3 separate regions of the Sus scrofa genome follow, and all the other regions are linked to region 3. A link is a contact called in public Hi-C and HiChIP or PLAC-seq data. All regions are on one chromosome and are shown on one strand. Each heading gives the region's core, a stretch centred on a gene start, on an enhancer-like site or on the middle of the called end of the contact. The rest is flanking DNA. Distances are from core to core; before and after follow the strand shown.

What was found. A called contact is a pair of places that touch in the nucleus more often than the background predicts. HiChIP or PLAC-seq counts read pairs in DNA pulled down with a chosen protein or histone mark.
Region 1: a Hi-C map of heart right ventricle shows a contact between it and region 3, with 4 times the contacts expected there. The contact joins the promoter of TOPORS here to the promoter of B4GALT1 in region 3. A contact is called at or near these places in 1 of 47 Hi-C or Micro-C datasets (heart right ventricle) and 1 of 2 datasets of contacts at active chromatin or transcription factors (alveolar macrophages).
Region 2: a contact with region 3 is called in an H3K27ac HiChIP or PLAC-seq map of alveolar macrophages. The contact joins the promoter of UBAP2 here to the promoter of B4GALT1 in region 3. A contact is called at or near these places in 1 of 5 promoter capture datasets (fetal liver) and 1 of 2 datasets of contacts at active chromatin or transcription factors (alveolar macrophages).

The regions. Positions count from the first base shown.
Region 1 is chr10:33,864,683-33,868,522 of Sscrofa11.1, forward strand. TOPORS (E3 ubiquitin-protein ligase Topors) reads left to right here and starts at 1,285. Exons shown (of 3, transcript XM_013980194.2): 1 at 1,285-1,557; 2 at 3,069-3,263. The coding sequence starts at 1,555. NDUFB6 (NADH:ubiquinone oxidoreductase subunit B6) reads left to right here. Exons shown (of 4, transcript NM_001044554.2): 4 at 151-310. The coding sequence ends at 219.
Region 2 is chr10:32,754,002-32,757,976 of Sscrofa11.1, forward strand. It overlaps UBAP2 (ubiquitin-associated protein 2), which reads left to right and starts at 1,706. Exons shown (of 28, transcript XM_021064693.1): 1 at 1,706-2,121.
Region 3 is chr10:33,316,008-33,319,710 of Sscrofa11.1, forward strand. B4GALT1 (beta-1,4-galactosyltransferase 1) reads left to right here and starts at 1,288. Exons shown (of 6, transcript XM_003130680.4): 1 at 1,288-1,906. The coding sequence starts at 1,486.

The DNA of each region.
Region 1 (3,840 bases), core at 35-2,534, 550 kb after region 3:
GCTTATCTTCAGACAGCATCTATTTTGCTTTTGTCCCTTTTAAAGTGTGAATGACAGAGCTGAACTAGATTTTCCACAAGGTCTATCCACATGGTGGAACTATCACCTCTGAAGACAAGATTTTTCACTAATGCATCTTTGTTTTTCTAGGGTGATACAATCCTGGAAACTGGAGAAGTAATCCCACTAATGAAAGAATTTCCTGATCAACATCACTGAAGATAACTTTAAAATTTCAAAGGCATATGAGCTATATTACCACACTTACTGAATATATTTTCTGGAAAAGTAACTTTAATAAAGTTTACTCTCAGATATGTGTCTTTTTCTTCCCAAACATTATACAATTTGAGACTCTTTGAATTATTTAATAAATAAAAACTGGGCATGTTAAATGATTTGAGCAAGTCACTTTTTTGGCCATTCTTGATTTGGAAAGAGGATGTAGGAAATTTAGTCACATGATAGTTTTTTTCTTACAGTATGTAATCTAGTCTTATGTGAAGGTATGCAACATAATGAAATCATGCAATAAATATAAGAAATTTTACACACTTTCAATTTTTTCTTTTTGCCTTTTAGGGCCGCCCCCCCCCACACACACATGTAAATTCCCAGACTAGGGGTCTAATTGCTACAGCCATGGCCATGCCAGATCTGAATTGCGTCCACCACCTACACCACACAGCACATGCAACTCCAGATCCTTAACCCAAGGAGTGAGGCCAGGGATTGAACCGGCATCCTTATGGCTACTAGCCTGGTTTGTTACCGCTGAGCCACAATGGGAACTACAGATTGTTTTAAAGAAGGCTTTTTGAGGCATTTCAAAAGTGTTTTAGAAACTAGCTTGAAAGGCTGTCAGATCCAGGTTCTTTGTTATATGAGATGATAAAAGACAAACCCCTAAATATTTGATAAATTAATACATTAACGGTTATTACAAAAGACTACACCAAAATGAAAGTGGAAACTTGTATTAAGGATTTTATTGTGAATCAAGACGAGTCCGATAAGCATGAGGTAAAGAACTGTATATACATAGAATTAAATTCAGAGGCGTTACAAATGTTCATTCGTCCCGAACATTTTGTCTGGGTGTTCCTTCTTTAGCTGTCGCCGCGCAGCTACAGTTGATGCATAGATGACATATCCCCATGAGAGTAGTACGACCGCGAGGAGCAACTGAAAAATGCAAGAAAAGGAGTAAAAGCAAAAACACGTGAGTGGCATTTCCTCCCCGCCCCCATCAGACAGCCCTGCACGTTGCCAAGGTGCAAATTTTAATAACAAACGAATAAATGGGGTTCCGGAGGCGAGTACACCAAGCCGCCCTGACGTAAGAAGCGGAAGAGCGTGTCCTCCAGGAAGAGGCGGAGTCGAGGTGAGGGAGTGAAAAGCTTAATTCAGGAATGGATTTTGGAGTTTTTGGGCGCTGAAGAAATACGGGGCCTTCCACCCGCGGGCCGGAGGAGTCGAGCCCTTGGGGCCCCGCCAGGCCCGGGGCCTACCGCTGAATAAATCCGGTCTAGGGTGCGGCGACTCACTGGCTTCATGGTAAGGAGGCGGCGGCGGTCCACGGGCACGGGCGGAAGCTACAGGCCTTGTAGTATCCTCCGGGGCGGTGGCTGCCGGGCGGCGGCGGCGGCGGCGGCCATCTTGCAGCCGGGCGCGAGCGCCCGCCCCGTCGCCTCCGCGCGCGTTTCCCATCGAGCGGCCGGCCTCTTCCGCCCGGAGCTGGGGGCGGGTCACGTGACGGCGGCCTAGCCCGCCTTTGAGGGAGGAGGTGAGAGAAACGAGGAATTATTTACTTCAAAAGTGGGTTTTTTGTTTTTGCCGCTGAGAGGGATAGGCTTGACTCGTCAGCCGATCTTCCTTCACTTGCTGTGCAGTATTAATGCAGGATAAGGTACTGTCGTGTGCATTTAAAAGTTTACTTGAAAAAAAAATCCACGTTTTAAATATTACACCGGCGTCCAGCGGTGGAAGAATTAATGTTTCCTCCGGGACTTGTTCCCACAACATAGGTAGTCGTTCGTGTATATTTATCTTTGAAGTAAGCTAGAATGCCGCCCGCTTTTATGTTAACTAACGCATCGTTATGGGAGTCCTTGTTAATTGAGCTTCTTTAAAAAGTCTTTGAGAACGCGATGGCTTGTTGATGCCAGTGATACTTATAAAAAGAAATCACCTGGCACGGACTACCTAGCCTAATGTACCTGCCAATCAACAAGTGTTGGTTGAACATTTGTGCTCAGAACGGTAGCAAGATCAGATAAATATTAAGCCAAAGGACGGAGTTCTGTACTCGGGCCGTTGTAGTAAGTTCAGCTCTAGAATGTTTGGGACGCGCACATTTGAGGCCTAACGGTAGAATGAGGCAACGGGCCGCTTTAGGCTCTAGATGTCTTGTCTCTAAGTATCTCAGTTATGAACTGCACAGAGTTTTCATCCAGCTTTCGGGGAGTGCGGAAGGAGGAAAACGTCATCTGGGGACGATTTCAAGGCTCTGTGGTCATAGGTAAAATCCCTGTTTATCCCCAGACTGGAATAGATCTCTGTCTCTGAAGACTGTAAACCTCGGACTTGGGATTCCATTCGAATCCCGGTGTTGGTTGGTAACTGCAACCGAAAGTCACTTCAGCTCCGTGTAACTCCGTTCCTTTATCTGTACAGCAGAGAGTTTCAGTAACTTCTCAGAGTTTGGTGAGGTTTGAAAGGAGATCGAACTAGTTACCGTGTCTTCCGGGTAAGGTAGAAGCGAACATTAACCCCCCTGCCGCCACCCCCCGAGAGATTGATAGTAACAGGAGTGAAGCTGTGGTAGCGATTTCTGTCTGGGGGGTGCTCTCGCCGCTCCCATTCCTGGGGCGGAGGGCGGTGGACGGTGGGGGAAGGGCCGGGTCCGGGCTGCGCGCGCTAGGCCCCGCCCTCGCTGCTGGCGTCTTCCACCGCGCATGCGTTACGTTGGCGGGTGCTGTGTTTTGACGCGCTGGGCCTGCCAAGTGGGTTTTGCCTTCTGCCACCGCCCCCAAGCTGCCATTGGTGATGATCGCTTTACGTCACAGGGGTCGCAGCAGCCGCCGGGGTCTCCGCTGTCTCGCGAGGAGGGTGAAGCGCCCCCGCCCGCTCCGGCTCTTGAGGGCCGGCGGAGAAGTCGCCGGGTTCGCCTTCGTGGGTCCTGCCGTCACCGACCCAGCTTTCTGGGCCGCCGGGAGCTTGCCACGAGCGCCCCAGCCGGGCCTGCACCGGCATCCTCCGAGGTGAGTGAGATCGGGAACAATGGGGCGCGGAGGTCGGAAGGGCTGGGCGAGCCCAAGCTCCCGCTCGCATCGAGGCCCAGGGGCGCGGGAGCTGCGGTCGGGCCTGAGGGGCCGTCGCGACCCGGCGGGCCGGGGTCTGGGACAACGGCTCCTGCGGCACACCTGTGGATCCACGCGGTTCGGGTGGGCGGGGAAGGGCTGCGTTTCTTAGCAGCGCTCCCGAGAGCGCGAGCGCGGCGGTGTACTAGATGGAGCTTGGTCGTAAGGGAAAAACCTGACACAAAACACAAAACAGTCGAGTCTGAATCGTGGCGTCACCTCTGTCAGAGATGTGACCTTGGATGGGTTGCCTAACCTCTCTGAGTATGTCTGTAAAATGGGAATAACAATATTTTAGTTCGTTGTGATTATGTAATGCACGCGGTGCTCACCCTAAGGAAGGGACTGTCGCTGTGGCTGTTGGAGTTGTCTGTGTACTGTTACATCCCTTGAGCCTGTGACTTCTTCATCAAGTCAGTGCAGCTTTTCTCACGGGCTGCTGATTGGTAGACTGGAAGGGGGCAGTACTGAGAAAAAA
Region 2 (3,975 bases), core at 456-2,955, 560 kb before region 3:
CACTTCTCAAAAACAGCTGTTAGCAGGTTCGTATAGATCCTTTGGAAGTGTTTTCTTGTGCTCTTTCCATTATGTCTGTGCCTCTCAAAGGATGGTTTTTATCTTTGACTCTCCCACACATTTCTTTTTTTCTTTTTTTGGTCTTTCTTTTTAGGGCTGCACCCACGGCATATGGAGGTTCTCAGGCTAGGGGTCTAATTGGACCTGTAGCCACAGCAACACCAGATCCGAACCGCATCCTCGACCTACACCACAGCTCATGGCAATGCCGGATTTTTAGGCCACTGAATGAGGCCGGAGATTGAACCCGAAACGTCGTGGTTCCCAGTCAGATTCGTTTCTGCTGTGCCAAGATGGGAACTCCTCTCCCACACATTTCTATACAGCAGAAATACAAAAAGAAGGAAGACTAAACTGACTATATACAACGCTAGCTCACTGTAAAAAGAGAGATAAGATACATCTACACATGAATGGTCATGATAATAAGTTCTATTTGTTAAAGGCACAGCCTGAGCATTCTTGATCAATTCAGATGAAAAACAAAGTTTTCCCTTGAACTGAGCAGGCTATTAAGGATTCAAGTGTTTTGCATCAAGTACTTTAACCTACAAGTCTATTAGTACCTGGCAAGTTAGTAACTCGTAGAGTGCCCCATACAAAGATCAGTATGTGCTAATTCCCTTTTCATCTTGGACCTATGGTGCCCAAGGATACATGCAGGGTGTGAAAATAATCGCTAATATTTATTGAGGGTTTATTCTGTGCCAATCTGGTATTTTACATAATCTTATTTCACAACCTGGTGAAGCGGTGTTATCACAAAGGAAAGCTCAAATCGAGGTAAGGCCTGCTGGATTCCAAAGTCCTTAGATACTGCCTTTGAGGGTCAACCGTCCAGTAATTGAGAACATACTCTAAAATACTCTGCTACAATTATAAACCATTAGCTCCTTCTTTATGCTTAACAGGTGAGGTCATTTTGAGAGGCAGGTTATTCATTATTAGGAGACAGATAATCTGGTTTGGGTCTCCTCAGCCAGTTAACAACTGAACCTCCCTGATCCTTTCTCTTTGCTTAAAACCGGGACAATCCCAGCCTCAAAGGGTTGACTTTACGACTTAATAAAACTGGTTGTATAAACGGCTGACGAGTAGGCTTTCTAGAAATGTTAGTCTTTTCACGCATAAGGGGCTTGGGACTGCATAATTTGAGCCCACGTTTCGTAGGACGTAAGCCTCGGGGCCTTCCCACTCCGGTGGAGGTTCCCTGGGAAGCCAGCTGGGTGCAACGGATATCTCCGCGAGCCGTTGGTGTTTTCCCGCGCAGGGGGGCGGGGCAGAGCGCCGGCTCGGGAAGGTGGTAGCCGAACCCCACCTCCCACGGCGACTACATCTCCCAGCAGGAATCATGCTCAGCTGCCTAGCAGGGGCCGCTCACTAGCATTAGTCTCAGATGCCTGCCCTGTCCGCTTTCCGTCTCGGCCTTCCCTCGGTCCGAAGTCACAGCCGCACCATCCATGAAGCCACGAGGGAAAGGATGTGGTGGTAGATGGCTTTGCTGTGCAGCAAGTTGAGAATCGTAGTGCCCTGGCGCAACGCTTGGCAGGCTAGGGTCTTCTTGAGTGGTTGGACCACTTCACGTGATGAGAGGAAGGCGGCCGCAAGGCAGCGACCTGTGGTGCCTTGTGAGGTCATCACAGCGCGACAACGAGCTGCACTTGTGGGCTTCCTGGAGGCGGGAGCTAGCACGTCCCTAACAACTCCGAGTACGAGAAACTGCGTAAACTCGCCCTTGTTGGCTCCATCTGCGTGCCTCCCCCTGCCTCAACCATGCTGGCCCAGTCTGGAGGGCATGACGGGGGGTTGGTTAGTGAGAGCGACGCGCTCTGTGGGCGGGTTGATGACGAGCCGCGGGCGAGCGACTTGTAGTGGCTCCTCCTTCGCCCATGACGTAGAGGTCACGTGACGGGCCGAGCAGCCTCTGCCGCCGCCGCCGCTTTGTAAGAGGCACATTGGCAGGTAACGAGCGGCGGCGGCGGCGGCGGCAGCGGCAGCGGCAAGCGGCAGCGGCAGCGGCAGCAGCAGCAGCGGGTCCCGAGTCCAGCGAGAGCAGCAGCGGTAATTGGCACCTTCTCTCACCTTCCCCGGTCCAGGTCCCTGAGCTCTGCAGCTTGCGCCCGGTAGTCCTGGCTTCTGTTCTTCTTTTCTCCAACCTTCTTCATAGTGCCCCAGCGCCCACCCGTGAAAGCGGGCCGAGCTTCCCTCGCTGGTTTCACGCGTCCTCAGTTTGCCCAGGCCTGGTGCAGTCCTTCCTCTCTCCCGCGGGTTGTCCGGGGCTCCTTCCTGCCTACCCCAACGCTTGTCGTCCCGGCCCCACCCAGCCCCAGGGGGCGCCTTCCCCTCCCCCCGGTCGGGTTTCTGCCCTGGAGGGTGTGGTTTTCTCTCCCACCGTTGTCCCTCCCTTGCCTGTCCGCTGGAGCTCCCGCGCCACGCTGTCGCCGACCGACCACTTTTCCGTTTTCATGCCTGTCGCTAGACCTGGGACTAGATATTTCAGAGCCTTACTTCTGCGCTCTCTCGCCTTTCCCGGCTACCCAGAGGCTAGTGCAGTTCCACTTCTCCTCTTCATTCGGGAAGGTTTTGGTGTCAGACACTTAGGACTCAGTTTTCCTCCACGTTCCCAGTTCCTGTAGTCTGGCCGTGTCACAGTTGTTCTTTAGTGTAGGTTTGCAAGAGCTTTGTAAACTAAAGCACTCTTAGAATACTATTCAAAATGTTACTCTTCCATTGGTGCATTGCATCTCAGTTTTCTTTGCCGCTGAATCACTTTTCACTTGGCTTTCCACTTTTCCCCCAGGGTTTTCAGTCTAATTAGTTGTCCTCGCACCTCACGTGCCACCACTGTTCTCACCACTCTGGTCTCATCCTTGTTCTCTCTGGGAGTTGATTGCGTGATTCCATCATCATTCCTGTTATTTCCTGTTTGACATAATCCGGTAGTTTACTTCCACCTCTGTTGGATATTGTTTCTACTTGTATCCAAGATGTCTCTACTAGTATTTAGGCTTACTTTCTTCAGCTCTTGTGCGTCTGAATAATTGAGAGTTTTGAAGGTCTCCATAAGGTGTCCAGAGATCATCTTTTATCTGATAAAGGGCATACAATTCATTTTTTGGGTGAATGTAATTTTATATTTTCGCTTCGATTATGATAGTACTTTTAAGACCAAGGGATATGTGAGTAGTCTAATCCTCGCTTTTCACCAGAAATTGTGCATTCTTAATTTTTAGTGTCAGTTTGTCTAATGGAAGTGGAAGGAAGGTGAATATTAATACTTAAGCTCTCCTACAGAGGGGATTGGGTGACTCTCTTGGGGTGGTGTCTGTCTCAGGAAGGGATAAATTCCACTCTCTGGAGATGTTATGGTCTTCCAGTGCACCCGAATCTCTAACCTGCCTGTAGAGCCCCTAAGTTAGGGCTATCCTCCCATTGCTCTGAAGCCTTGTCTTACCATAGGGCAGACGTGATTAGTTTCCGCCACACTACTCTTGGGCTTGCTTCCAGTGTGTTCTTCCTGATTTTTCGTCCTTAAGGCTAGTTCACATATATGTTGAGTAGTCACCCCCCACCCCAATGTCCCCGGCCCCGCACCCTGGCCCACTTGTTTCCCACAGCTCTGATTTTTGTCCGTTTGCTTCCTTATTGCTTCTGACCTTCAATAATTCAGAATATGATTCAGAGAAAGGAGGTTTTTGTTATCATTGAAATATGACTGGAAGTGGTGGCATGGGAATGAGGCCATGGGAAAGGGTTGTGGTAATTGCCCCTCCTGCCTGTTTCATGCTGCTCTGGTTTACTCTGCCTCTCTCTTTAAATGTGGGCTGGGCCTGCACTAGTCACATGGAGCTGCCTTTAGAACCAGGCTGGAACAACAATAACACCTCTGCTTCCCTTTCCTGGTAACTGGTGTAG
Region 3 (3,703 bases), core at 38-2,537:
GTGATACCCAAGCCTCAGTTTTCTCCTCTGTGAAATGGCAACAGTTAACAAATGCCTAATTCACAGTGTTGCAACTAGACTTCCTGGCATATAGGAAACTCAGTCTATGGAAGCATTGTTATTATTTCCTCCTCTTCAGAGTTGGCTGCCTCAGCCCTCAGCTTCCCCATTCATGTAAATGACAGCACCTCCACCAGTCCTTCTCAGGAATGAGGTGTCTCTGCTCTTTCAGGCAATCAGTGGGCAGGACCAGTGGCCTCTGGGTCAAATTAGAACTAAGCAACTTCAGCGCCTAAAACTCACCTGCACAGTTTCCAGCCCTTACTTGCATATTAACAAGTGGTAAGCAAAGGTTTTAGAGCCAGAATTCTGCTTCTGCCTCTCACCAGCTGTGGGATCTTAGGCAAGCTTCTTAATTTTCCTGAGCTTCAAACATTCTCTGTAAAATGGGGACAAGTCCCACTCCATGGGATTGTGTCCAGGCCCGTGTAGACTGTAAATAAAGCTGGCTGCTCTCCTCCAGCATGGCGGTGTGGGAGTTACTGAGGCGCTTTGCCACTCTCCCACTCAAAGCATGGTGTGGGATGCGCTAGAAGAGGCACCCACACACCCCTAAACCGAGCTGGGCGGGTCTTTGAGATCCCCTAACCCTGGCTTTAGGAGAGTGAGCGTTTTCTTTTCCGTGCCTCTTTGCTGGGCCCTCACCTAGATAGAGGAGCCTCGCTCGGCCAAGGGAGGGTGTTCCGAATGTTTCAGAGAATCCCTCTTCGGTTGTCCTACCTCCGGCCGGCCGTCGAAGCCGTTTCCTGGGCAACCTTTTTCTGCTTCTCTTCCGGACCCCGCAGGCCTACAGAGGCCCACCGTCCGGAAAGGCCCACCGCTAGGACTCCCAACCCCTCGAGATCACAACCAGCCTGCTCTTTTCTCCGCCCTCTTCTCTGCTGCCGCGCAGCAGGCCCAGGCGCATACCCTAGCCCTTCGGCACTGCAGGAAGTGGCGGCACCTCTCGGGGACAGCTCGGAGGAAGAGGAAGAGGAGGAAGCTCGGTTTAGTAGGGCCAAAGGCCCACTGAGCAGGCTGGGGAGGAGGGCAGGTGGGAGCCTGAAGCCCCAGCCCCATGCCTGCGGATTGCAAAGTATTCCCGAAAGTGCTCCGACACCAGCAGCTCCAGAGGCCCCGCCCCCGAAGGCCCCGCCCTCCAGCCCCCGTTCCGAAAACCCTGCTCCTACCAGCTGCCCCGCTCCCGCCCCGCTGGAGGCCCCGGCCCCGCCCCTGTCCGCGCCCGCGCCCCAGGCGCACTTCTGCTTGCTCGGCTGTGGAGCCGGCCAGTCTCCGAGTTCCGCGGCTTGTCCGCCGGCGCCGCTCCCTCGCCTTCCCACTGGTCCCTCCCCCAATTACAGTGGTCGGGCAGTGCCTGGCTGGCGGCCCGCGGGCGGGCCGCCCTCCCCACCGTAGCCCACCCCCTCTTAAAGCGGCGGCGGGAAGATGAGGTTTCGGGAGCCGCTCCTGGGCGGCAGCGCCGCGACGATGCCGGGCGCGTCCTTGCAACGGGCCTGCCGCCTGCTCGTGGCTGTCTGCGCGCTGCATCTTGGCGTCACCCTCATCTACTACCTGACTGGCCGCGACCTAAGCCGCCTGCCTCAGCTGGTCGGGGTCCCCACACCGCTGCAGGGCGGCTCTAACAGCGCCGCCGCCATCGGGCAGCCCTCCGGGGAGCTCCGGCCCCGAGGGGCCGCACCGCAGCCGCCTTTGCGCGCCTCCTCCAAGCCGAGCTCGGGTGGCGACTCCAGCCCAGACGCAGACTCTCGCCCGGGCCCGGGACCCGCCAGCAACTTGACTTCGGCCCCAGTGCCCTCCACCGCAGCACGGTTGCCGCCCGCATGCCCTGAGGAGTCCCCGCTGCTCGGTAAGGATTCGGGGACTTCCCCGAATTTCCCAGACAGGATCCCCCGGACGTTCTCCCCTGACCTTTTCTATGACAGCCGGTCTCTTTATTGTGGATCAGAGTCCCTAATCCCAAACAGAGGTTCCCGGCTGGATGGGGGTGGGAGGTTGGGAGGTGAATCCCTTCGGACTGGTGTTAGAGGCTGGGGCGGGGACGGTTTAGGAAAGCCTAGGCCCTTCTTGGCCCCAGAACCGGAGAAGGCCTTGGAGACTTCCTTGCTCTGGCCCAAACCTCAAGAAGTTTTGAGAGTTTGAGTCGACTTGGAGCAGCCTTCGCCCTGCTAGCTGTGGTAGGCACTACAGTGCAGCGCAGAGAAACGAGCTCTAGCGATGGTGAGGCCTCCAGTAGGGAAGGGAGCCGACCTCCCAGATCACGTCTCCTGTCTTCCCAGAGAACTGCTATCTCCTGAGTGTGTGCTAACTTTTTTTCCTGAGCTTTTGGGCAAATGACTTGCCCGGAAAGCTCTGGTTTCTCATTTGCTAAAAGGGAACAATAAGTGGTACCTGTTTCAGGGGAGTATTTTGGAAGATTAGATGACATAGTATAAACAAGAGTTTTCATTGAGTAAATTGTCACTGTTGTGTTCTGTTCCTCCCCTGTGTGAATCCCTCCTCAGGGAAGATCAGCCCTATGGCCCTCCTACCCTGCTTCTTGCCCTTATTTGTTCCCCAAACCTAAGGCCCTCCCAAGGGGCTGAGGGTGTTTGTATGATGTGTATACCCTGGAGGCTGAAGGGCTAAAATAGAACCAGTTAGCACCAAGTTTTCCCTTTCTGGGAGCAGCCTGCAGTCTCAGTTATATTGCCCAGGTGATCTGGACCAGGGCCTCTGTTTCCGGAAGGCAGAGAGCTTGGGTCGGGGGCTTGCAGTCCTTTATTTCAGAAGGAGGTTGAGCCCATGCCCTCCTGGATCTCCACAGGCAGTCAAGCCAAAGGCAGCCACAGGTTGCTCCCAAGATTACCGGACAGATGGTTGCTCATTTTTGGGGCCAGGGTATAGAGAGAGGTGTTCCAAGTGAAGGGTCCTGGCAGGAGGGCAGGCATCCTGCCAGCAGAAACTCTGTCCCCTTTTCATGGAGCCCTAGCGGGGCAGACCTCCTACACGCTCTTGCTCAATTTCTCCAATAATTACTTAAACATTTTCGTATCAAGTTTGGGAGGACACTCTTGGACTTGGTCAGACATGAATTGTGGTTATAAAAGGGGGATTTTTTTTTTTTAAAGCAGAAATTTGAATTCTTTTGGACTTGATGTAAACAGACTAATCCTATGAAGTTGATCAAATCTTTGCCATGATGCTCAGTGTCTGACCTCAGGCATGGTACAGAGTTTCTCAGAGTTTCTTTCTCATGTGTAAAATGGGGTTGTCCATGCTTAACTCCCAGGGTTATTTTGAGGACTAAATGAGATTGTGTATGTTAAGTACATGGCAAATAGGACCTGGGGCTTGAAGTTCCATTTTCTTAGACTCTGGAAATGGCTCTGAACAGCAGAGAAGGCAGTAGAAAGTTAGTGAGTCCCCAGGACCTAGAGAGGCCCGGTTTTGACCTTTTGTTCTTCATTGTAACTTGGATATTATGTAGAAAGAGAAATTAATTAGCAGCTAAAAGGAAAAGTACCTTAGATTAGTTCATTAGATTGGTGTTTGAGGTATAGGTTCTTTTCCACGAAGCAGGAGAGGCAGTGGTGGCCCACCTCCACTTTGTTCTGTTCTGTAATGGTGTTGCCAGGAAGTCAGTGACCAGTTACTGGTGTTTCTG